Regions from separate parts of the Sus scrofa genome. Here all the other regions are linked to region 2. The links are chromatin contacts, called in public Hi-C and HiChIP or PLAC-seq maps. All regions are on one chromosome and are shown on one strand. The core of a region is the stretch at or near the end of the contact, and the rest is flanking DNA. Distances in the headings are between cores, read along the strand shown. Region 1 has its middle 93 kb from the start of CTXN3. Region 2 holds the start of LOC100516424. Region 3 holds the start of CTXN3 (cortexin-3).

Region 1 (2,700 bases), core at 77-2,576, 330 kb before region 2:
CTTTTTCAGATTCTTTTCCCATCTAGGCTCTTACAGAATATTGAGCAGAGTTCCCTGTGCTGTACAGGAGGTCTTTGTTAGTCATCTTTTCTGTAGTTGTGTGTATATGTCAATCCCAAACTCCCAATTAAAGCTTCTTTTAAATACTATCGATTTAGGGTTGATGGAACGCTAGCTAGCTTTCACTGGTAATCCAAATCATTTTGTCTATCCCGTAGCTGGGCCCTGGCCCGATGGGTTGGCCTGGTGGGCTAGAAACAAGTGGGGAGGGCAGAAGAAATAGCAGGGACAAAGATTTGTGCTGGGACTAGGAGTGGAAGCTCATGGCATTGTCAACCAATGGATCCTGCCTTTGAGAAGAGGATAAATGTCAACCTTATCTGAATTTTTGCCTCCTGGCTTTGTTTCTTAGTGATTCACATAGAACTAAGGCAAATAGATGCCTAGGGGTTCACCTACACTAAGCATCGATTGGTCCTGGGCCTCAGGTAACTTAAACTTAACCTTTCTAGGGTCCCTTCTAGCAAGGTCTCTGTTGGTTCACTATGAAAAAGAAGAAATGTAGACATAATGAGGAAATAAGAAGAGGGTGGTGCTTCCTCTCTGAGGTCACACAGATGACAGTTCTTTGTTGGCCTCTTCTAGCTAACATTCTTTATTTCTCTGCAGTTGTGTCACTAGGGTCAAAATAAGAGAATTGTGAAATCAAGATAATTTACATTTCAGGCTTTTAATCTGGGCTGTGCACAGCTCAAAGAAGTAAGTTTGCAGCACGTCAGCAAAGAAAGGGATGTAAGAATCCCACTCTTGTCCTGGATATTAATGGTAAGCAATTCAGGACATTGCTACATTTAGTTAAAGAAAACACTTGATTATATTTCCTGTAGGTTAAGATCAGTGGGAGAAAATGTCTGGAAATTAGGTAGTAGATAAAAGACTAGAAGGAGGAACAGAAAATAAGGAAAAGTGTTAAGAAGAAGAAAAAAGAAGAGGCAAAAGGTCTCAGAAGCTCATAATAAAGCAGTTTTTGCCTGTGTGCTGGCTTCTATCACCAGCACACACAGGACGGACAAAGAAAGGGGCTCTGATAGGCTGCGGTCTATGACCATACACATGCCAAGAGATCTCACAGCCTTGGGGCTAAGAAAGTGTCAGAAAACCCAGTTTCACAATGAAGCAAAGACCCAGAGGTGCCCCAGTGCAGAGGGGCTCAGCAGGCCAGTTCCTGACATACTTCCTCTGGCAACAGTGTTGGCTCCGTGTCTCTCATTCATCACTGGCTGCTGGTTCCTGGCTCCCAGCGGCAGGCCCAGGAGAGCTCAGGCTTTGTTTCTGCTCCACCACTTACTTGCTTTATGACCTTGGCCCGTTCCCTTGGTCGCTCCCAGTCACAGCTGTCTTACGCACACTCAAGGGGGCAAACACATTATTGCGAGGACTGAATGACATAAGTGTATCTGGCTCTCAGTTAGGGTCTCCGTAAATGTTAATTTATCTCAATTCCTGCTAGTGGTCATAAAAGAACTATGTGAATCTCTGAGTCTTGTGTCATGGGCTAGGGTGTGTGTCTGCATTATTTGCATAAGTTTCCTTTTTTATTGGTCTCTCTCAAAGTGGTTGAAAGACAACCACATCACAACAGAGTGGTTACTCATCATCTCAGAGACTTTCAACCAGGAGCGGCCCCCCTCCCCAGCCCCCTTGTCCGATCTGGTTTTTCCACTACCTCGCTGTCTCTCCTATTCTTTCTCAGCTCCTCCTTTGGTAAAGGGACTTTAGTACTTTGACCTTCTTTCTTTCCACTTCATCTTTTAAGTCTTCTGTCTGTTTCTGCTCATTCTCTGATTTTGCCCAGGCTGAGAGCTGAATGGGCAGTGCTGATATATGACCTTTTCAGCGTTTTGCCAGGGTCAGGGGCAACTGGGGAGTGAGAGGAGTCTATGATCACTTTCTCACCAAGGAGGTGAATCCAAGAATGACCATGTAGTCAGAATTTGCTTCATGCATCTTCTGGATACTCTACCTAGCAAAATATTGGTTGCATACTACGTGGGGCATAAACACTAGCCAGGAAAGAGATGTCATGATTTAAAGTAAGAGCTGGGAGGTAGGAACCTTGGTGGGGAACTCGAATTTTTTTTTTTTTTCCTAACCATTGTTTTTCCCAAGTAGGGATAAAACATAGATATGACACAGCAAGAAGGAATTTAAATAAATTATAAATAAATAAATAAATTCACAAAGAGGAATTTATTGGTGATATTCAAAATATGAAGACATTTCAATGGAGGATAATATGGTAGTTTTGTTTCCCAACTTTTCATGAAAGCACATGGGAGCCTTTTTCTTACTTCTTAGTAGTAGCTCAGGTGTCAGCTGACGTAGTTTTCCAGATGAGAGAGATACTTCCAAAAGCCCCACATAAAACTAGTAACAGGGGCTCCTCATATTCTCGTTCTTTACTGAATCTGACCAATTATGTTACAGTCAAAGACAATTCCTTTCCCTTTCTTTTTCCCTTGGGATCTCCCTAAGATCCTCCTTCATTTTAAAGAAAAATATAATGAGACAAAGCGTGAAAGGGGGTGCAGTAGGGGATGTTATTTAAGTTCACATCCTACAGGAATGCAGGTACAATGCCAGCCCTCTGCAGTGTATTGCCAATGGTGGGCAGAGAGTGGAGGAATTAACCTTTATTCA
Region 2 (2,991 bases), core at 346-2,845:
AGGGGGGTAGTTTGGTAATTCCAAACAACTCTGCAAACTTGTGTCTACTTGATCATGCTTCCAGGATTCAGCAAAGGAAGTTATTATCCCCCAAAATAAAATTTAAAACTACATAAATATCAATACAAAAATAAAAGACAAATGGATGGAAAAAGCCCTTCATGGTTATATGACTTTATGCAGGGCTGTGGGTTGCATTTAGGTTAAAAATATATTCTACTGCTAAAAAAGTTCAATAATTATATTCCCCTACATTTTACAAGTAGGCCTGCACAGGAAAAGAGTACCTTTATGTTTTACTTGAAATAGCCCAATTCTTCATACCCCAAGCACGTCAAAACTTCCTAGTTAGTAGTCCACGGTTAGTTATTGCTTTCAGTGTATTCATTTATATGCTGTTTCCTATTTTGGGGGGGGAAATGCTACAAGTTAAAAAGGCTCCTTTCTCACCTTCGAACATCACAGCTTTTAAAATGATGGTGTAATCGGAAATGCAGACACACCCACTGCATCTCCACTGGAATTCGTATCTGGTTATGCAAATCTAACGCTGCCAGGCGGGTAAACGCCTCAAAGGCAGCCCAGAGGAAATCCTGCCTCCCTCTAGGCTCAGGCCTGGAGTGGGTGAGGGGATTCGCGGCGGTCCAGAGCTCCTAGCAAGGCCAGGCCTTGCTGGAGGGTGCACCTTGCCCCCAACTCCGGAAGCACCTGCGGGCCCAAGAAGAAAGCCCCAGACATCACCCGCAGGAGAGCAGGGCGGTTAGCGGCACCGGCATCGCCTCGGGTACCACGCGCCGCAGGGGAAGCGGCCGGGTAGTCCTGCAGCATCTCGCGAGATCTCGCCGGCTGGGTCCAATACTGAGAGCTCAGAAACGTAAAAAAAAAAAAAAAAAAAAAAAAAACCAAAAAAAGGAGCAGGCGATACTCTCCGGGGCCACCACCGCGGTGGCAGCTGTCGCTGGAACATCAGCAATAAGCGTGTGCCGAGGCAGGGGCAGCGCTCCCCTTCGCCGGCCCGGCCGGGCACCGTCCGCAGCCCGAGTTGCCGTGGCCTGGGCTGCCGGCCCACTGACGCGCGGTCCCAGGGGCGGGGAGAGAGGGAGGCGGCCGGGGGGCCCGTTCCTCTCCGCCGCAGAGCGGGGCGGGGGAGGGAGGTGGAGGGGTTGGAGGAGGACGACGGAAGAGGAGGAAGCGACGCGGAGATCTTCCCGGAGACGACAACGAGGCGGCGCCCGACCGCTCCCGGACTGTGCTGCTCGTGCTGCCCGAGGCCCGGCGTGGACTGGCCGGACGCGATTCCTGCGTTGGATCGCGCTGGAGCCTGGCACCGAGAGAGTCTCCGCTGCGCGCCACTGCGGGATCGCGGGTGGGCGGGCTGAGAGGCGGAGGAGCCGCGGGCCCCGCCTCCCGCGTGCAGCAGCCGGAGCCGCCACCACCGCGGCCCCGCCGAGGCTTTAAACAGCGGGGACCGCCCCGCGGCTGCTGCACTCGCGCGCAGACTCGCCTGTCGGAGGCGTTCGTGCCGGCCCGGGCTAGCGGCCGCGAGCGCGACTGGGAGAGCGACTCCCTTACCTGGCGTTGCGGCCGCAACCATCGCCGGCCAGGGGTGCGGAGGGCGTGCAGTCCGCGAGGTCCGCCAGGCTCTCTCGGTCCGCCGGGGGTCGGGCGGAGATGGAGCCGGGGCCCAAGGCGCCCTCCCCCGGCGCCCCGAGGCTGGCGGCGGGTGGGGAGACGCCTCCAGCCGCCGCGCTGGCTGCCGCCGGGGTGGACCTGCCCGGCACGGCGGTGCCCTCAGTGCCTGAGGATGCTGCGGCTGCGAGCCGGGGTGGCGGCGGGGTGCGCGGGGAGGGTGCCGCGGCGGCCGGGGACGGACTGGGCAGACCCTTGGGGCCCACCCCGAGCCAGAGCCGCTTCCAGGTGGATCTGGTTTCGGAGAATGCCGGGCGGGCGGCGGCGGCTGCTAGCGCTGGCGCGGGCGGCAAGGAGACCCCGGCAGACGGGAAAGCCAACGGCGAAAGCGGTCTAGCCAAAGGCAGCGAGGAAGCCAAGGGCCGTTTCCGTGTGAACTTCGTGGACCCGGCTGCCTCTTCGTCGGCGGATGAGAGCATGTCGGATGCGGCGGGGATCGGCGGCGAAGGGCCCAACGTGAGCTTCCAGAACGGCGGGGACACAGTGCTGAGCGAGGGGAGCAGCCTGCACTCGGGCGGCGGTGGCGGCAGTGGGCACCACCAGCACTACTACTATGACACCCACACCAACACCTACTACCTGCGCACCTTCGGCCACAACACTATGGACGCCGTGCCCAGGATCGACCACTACCGGCACACAGCGGCGCAGCTGGGTGAGAAGCTGCTCCGGCCCAGCCTGGCAGAGCTTCATGATGAGCTGGAAAAGGTGAGCTCCCCTGGCCCTCTCTCTGCAGCCCTGCCTGCTTCCCCCAGCCACTAGCCCTCGCTGACCGTGGGTTATAGTCGCGCACCCGCGGGTGAAGCGGTGGGAATGGACGTGCATGACTCGCTGGCATCTCTGGATTCAGCTGTCAAGGGTGGAATTGCAGAAGAATGTAACTTAATCTCTTAAAAGTTTGCAGCGGGTTGGGCTAGTTACGTGATACCGGAGAGACTGCATTTAACAACCTTTCCCATCCAGTTATATATCTTGCGTACGGTTTTTTTTCCCTCCTCACCCACGCTTAAACAATTACCATTCTTCTGAATGACAGTTGTGCTTTAAAGCCCCAGAAGGGAATGTGCAGGAGGTTTAGGTGAGGACTTCTCTCTGGAGAGCGTGGAGATCATCCACCTACCGTCGGTGTCCTTTTTAAAAGGTTGTACTATATGGCTTATGTACACCCATTAGGGTTCCCAAGAGTGGGGATATAAGTGTTTGAAGGGAAAAATCTTACCAGGGTGTGTTTGTGGTCTATGAATTATTAAGTCTCAATTCCTGCAATCTTGACTATGCAAAGATCATAGAAATCTTAGGTCT
Region 3 (2,871 bases), core at 94-2,593, 420 kb before region 2:
TAATTGACATAATGTAAGTGTGAGGGAGACGAGCCATTCCAATTATAATTATCTTATAAAAGCAATATCCAAACTTGGCTGGAGGGTCTTTGCAGCAGCAGATCTTCATCAAATGTTCTTGTCTTCACCTAGTTCGGATTCCTGGGGGGAAGCGCATTCTAACACAGTGGTTAATGACTGCAGCAAGGATGGAATAAAAGAAACATGCCAACTCATTTACACAAAGTAAGCAATGGAGGAGTCAGTTTAAACAGAAGTTGTCTCCGGGCGTGCGGGGGGGTGGGGGGTGGGGGCAGGGGTTGGAATCTACTGCTCTGGGGAGTTTTAAAAATAGGCCAGGCCCTCATCTCCCTGGGATGGCCTCAGCCTGTGGAGTAGCTAGGGAACAGCCCCTCGTGTTCCCTGCCACCTCTGCAGGGCTACAGGCTAAAACAATATCCGAGGGGCCTCCAGGCTGGGGGAGCGCCCGCAGTAACCCATGCTCATTTCTAACTAGAGTCCTTTCTTACCACAAGGAACAATAAGTGTGTAAGTGAGGGAGGGGTCAGAATGTTCCCTGAACCCAACTCTGCTGGCAGTACTGAGACAGGGTGCTCCATTCACCAATACCATCGGCTGAAAAGGGTGAAGGACACCAGTGAGCACTGAAGGGTAGTGCTCTGCTGGGTTTTATTCATCCCATTGTTTTCTTTGTCTCTGTGTGTGTGTGTGAGAGTGTGTGTGAGAGAGAGAGAGAGAGAGAACACATTAAGTTACACTAATTGTAAAAGAAATTCAGCTAAAAATCTGGAAGACATCTGGGAAAGCAATCTTGGTGTTCTTGTGAGGTTAGGTTCTAATGGCAAGCATTTGACTCTGACATGAGATTCTAACACTTAGCATTTGATTTTTCTCAGGCCTGAGGCTTATCCAGGATTGCTGTCTCTCGCTAGCAGATGGGGGTTTTCCTCTCCGAAAACGAGCCCCGTTCTAGTCCCTAGAGCTACTGGGTACTGGCCAACTTCTCGCAAGCGCTGAAGAGACAGCAGAGATGACAGGCACAGGCAGGGTTGGCTTTAAATATCATGCACCCCATCATTTGGTGGGTGGATGTTGTCACTGAGAGTGCTTCCACTTTAACAAAGAAAGTGGTGCGTTGCCAAAAAACAAGGATGTTTCGTCTTAAGGATGATGCTGAATTATTTCCAGAGAAGCATTTTTTTTTAAGATGAATATTATCCTAAAATATTTTCCAAACTTATTTCGGCACTTGAGCCAAGAAAAATAAGTCTTATGTCCCATAACTAGAATCTTTAGAATGAGAACAACTGGCAACAAAGATCCATCTTGATTCATCGAGGGGTCTCGGATGGCCTGTGTGGGGCAGGGTGCCTGCCAAAGTCACAGTTACGCAGGCCAGCCAAAGGAGACCATGGACCTGCCAACCCACAGCCTCGTAACTTTACAAACAGATGGTGAAAATAGGATGTTATTCTTTTTTAATTGTTCCTTCCCCATTGCCTCCCGTAATTGCTGCTTTTCTGAAAGGTCAATTTTGTTTTCTTTAGGAAAAGGAGTCTTTGCTTCATCTCCCAAATGTGAAATTGATGCCCTACCCTAGACGCCTTCCCATTAATTAAGTTGGCCTGAAGGTCATAAAGCGTAATCAATACGGAGGCTGGTTGCTGCAAGGGGCTAAGTGACATCCCCAAAGAGGACTAGTGTCAATACTCAATAGAGAAAAGCAGACCCCCGGTAGATTTATGGCTTTGATTTTGAAAAGGTGTGGGAATGCCCTGGGATGTGTTCACCCACACTCCTTTTGAATGTTAATGTTTTCTTGAAGATGATTTCAGACACACTGCTAGGATACTGCCTCTACTCACTGAAGCAGAAGCCTCTGAAGAGTTGCTGAGGCAGAACTGAAATCATGGCTCGTCTCAGAGAAGCAGCTGTACTGGCCGCTAAGGATGCCTCACACAGAAAGACGATGCTCCTTTAACTCGGGGCTTTTAATGGGAAGTTTCTAAGCCTGAAACAACAGCTTCGGATCTGGGGTGTGCCATCAGCTGCTTGCAGCTACCACTGTCTACAGCTTTAGCACAAGCCTGGTCGGGAAGAATGGAAACGAAAGAGGCTCGTAACTACCTGTAACTGTTCCACCAGGAAATGGATCAAGTGTTTGTTCAACCAGATCCAGGTATTTGTCCAAAATCTGTTTCTGTGATGGGCTAATTATATGCTTTTCTCGAACTTTACAATTTATGCATGAGCCAGAATCGCATGGATGACATTTGGATCCAAGATCTGAATTTAGATCTAGCTGTCAGATAAAGTCTAATTAAACAATTGCTAGGCAAAGTTAATGCCAGGGGGGTACAATGGAAAAATGCTTAATTGTAAAGCATGCTTAAGTTTATAAGGCTGCTGCCACTGGGTAAGGGAGCAGTAAGAGAGGCTGTTTTTCTTTGCTAAGCTGCAGTAAGTTTTGCCTAAAAGCTATTGCCCACTACATTATTTTTTCCCCGTTCACTTAAAACATCCAACCTTCCAAAAGGTAACAGGGATGTTTTAATTTGTTTATAAAGGCTCACAACCCAACAACTCATAATGACAGTGCTGCCCATCCCTGGAGATGAGCAGTGTGGAGCCCTAGCCCTTTGAGCTCTCAGCAAGCACCCTTTTTCACTAGGAAACACACAAGGAAAGGGAAACGAAAATAGAGTAGAACAGTGAGGTTTACTGTTTGAAGTTAAAAGTTCCAGTTTGCTAGTGGTGCCTTTTGATACTCCCATTTACAGACTGGCACTTGCACAGTGTTTTTCTGACGCTCTTGGCCAGGCTGCAGCCTAGCCCTGCAGTCCCTTTAAAACTCTCTAAGCAGATGTTAGG

Evidence for each region. Hi-C and Micro-C count contacts between places; a contact is called where the count stands out from the background. HiChIP or PLAC-seq counts read pairs in DNA pulled down with a chosen protein or histone mark.
Region 1: an H3K27ac HiChIP or PLAC-seq map of skeletal muscle shows a contact between it and region 2, with 7 times the contacts expected there. The contact joins the enhancer-like site here to the promoter of LOC100516424 in region 2. A contact is called at or near these places in 2 of 5 promoter capture datasets (fetal liver and fetal skeletal muscle), 5 of 47 Hi-C or Micro-C datasets (embryonic fibroblasts, fetal heart ventricle, heart right ventricle and 1 more) and 2 of 2 datasets of contacts at active chromatin or transcription factors (alveolar macrophages and skeletal muscle).
Region 3: a Hi-C map of skeletal muscle shows a contact between it and region 2, with 2.5 times the contacts expected there. The contact joins the promoter of CTXN3 here to the promoter of LOC100516424 in region 2. A contact is called at or near these places in 2 of 47 Hi-C or Micro-C datasets (heart right ventricle and skeletal muscle) and 1 of 2 datasets of contacts at active chromatin or transcription factors (skeletal muscle).

The regions. Positions count from the first base shown.
Region 1 is chr2:130,687,980-130,690,679 of Sscrofa11.1, forward strand. No RefSeq gene overlaps it. Among named protein-coding and RNA genes, the nearest start is that of CTXN3, 93 kb to the left of the region's middle. Within about 2 kb of position 1,327, at least 17 of the 83 cell types and tissues checked have an H3K27ac peak or open chromatin away from gene starts, as enhancers often do. A contact at or near this core is called in alveolar macrophages and skeletal muscle, where this site is marked.
Region 2 is chr2:131,014,946-131,017,936 of Sscrofa11.1, forward strand. LOC100516424 reads right to left here and starts at 1,596. Exons shown (of 6, transcript XM_021084715.1): 1 at 451-1,596. The coding sequence starts at 1,594. The coding sequence ends at 761. SLC12A2 (solute carrier family 12 member 2) reads left to right here and starts at 1,485. Exons shown (of 27, transcript XM_003123899.5): 1 at 1,485-2,397. The coding sequence starts at 1,672.
Region 3 is chr2:130,595,183-130,598,053 of Sscrofa11.1, forward strand. It overlaps CTXN3 (cortexin-3), which reads left to right and starts at 1,344. Exons shown (of 2, transcript XM_005661613.3): 1 at 1,344-2,179.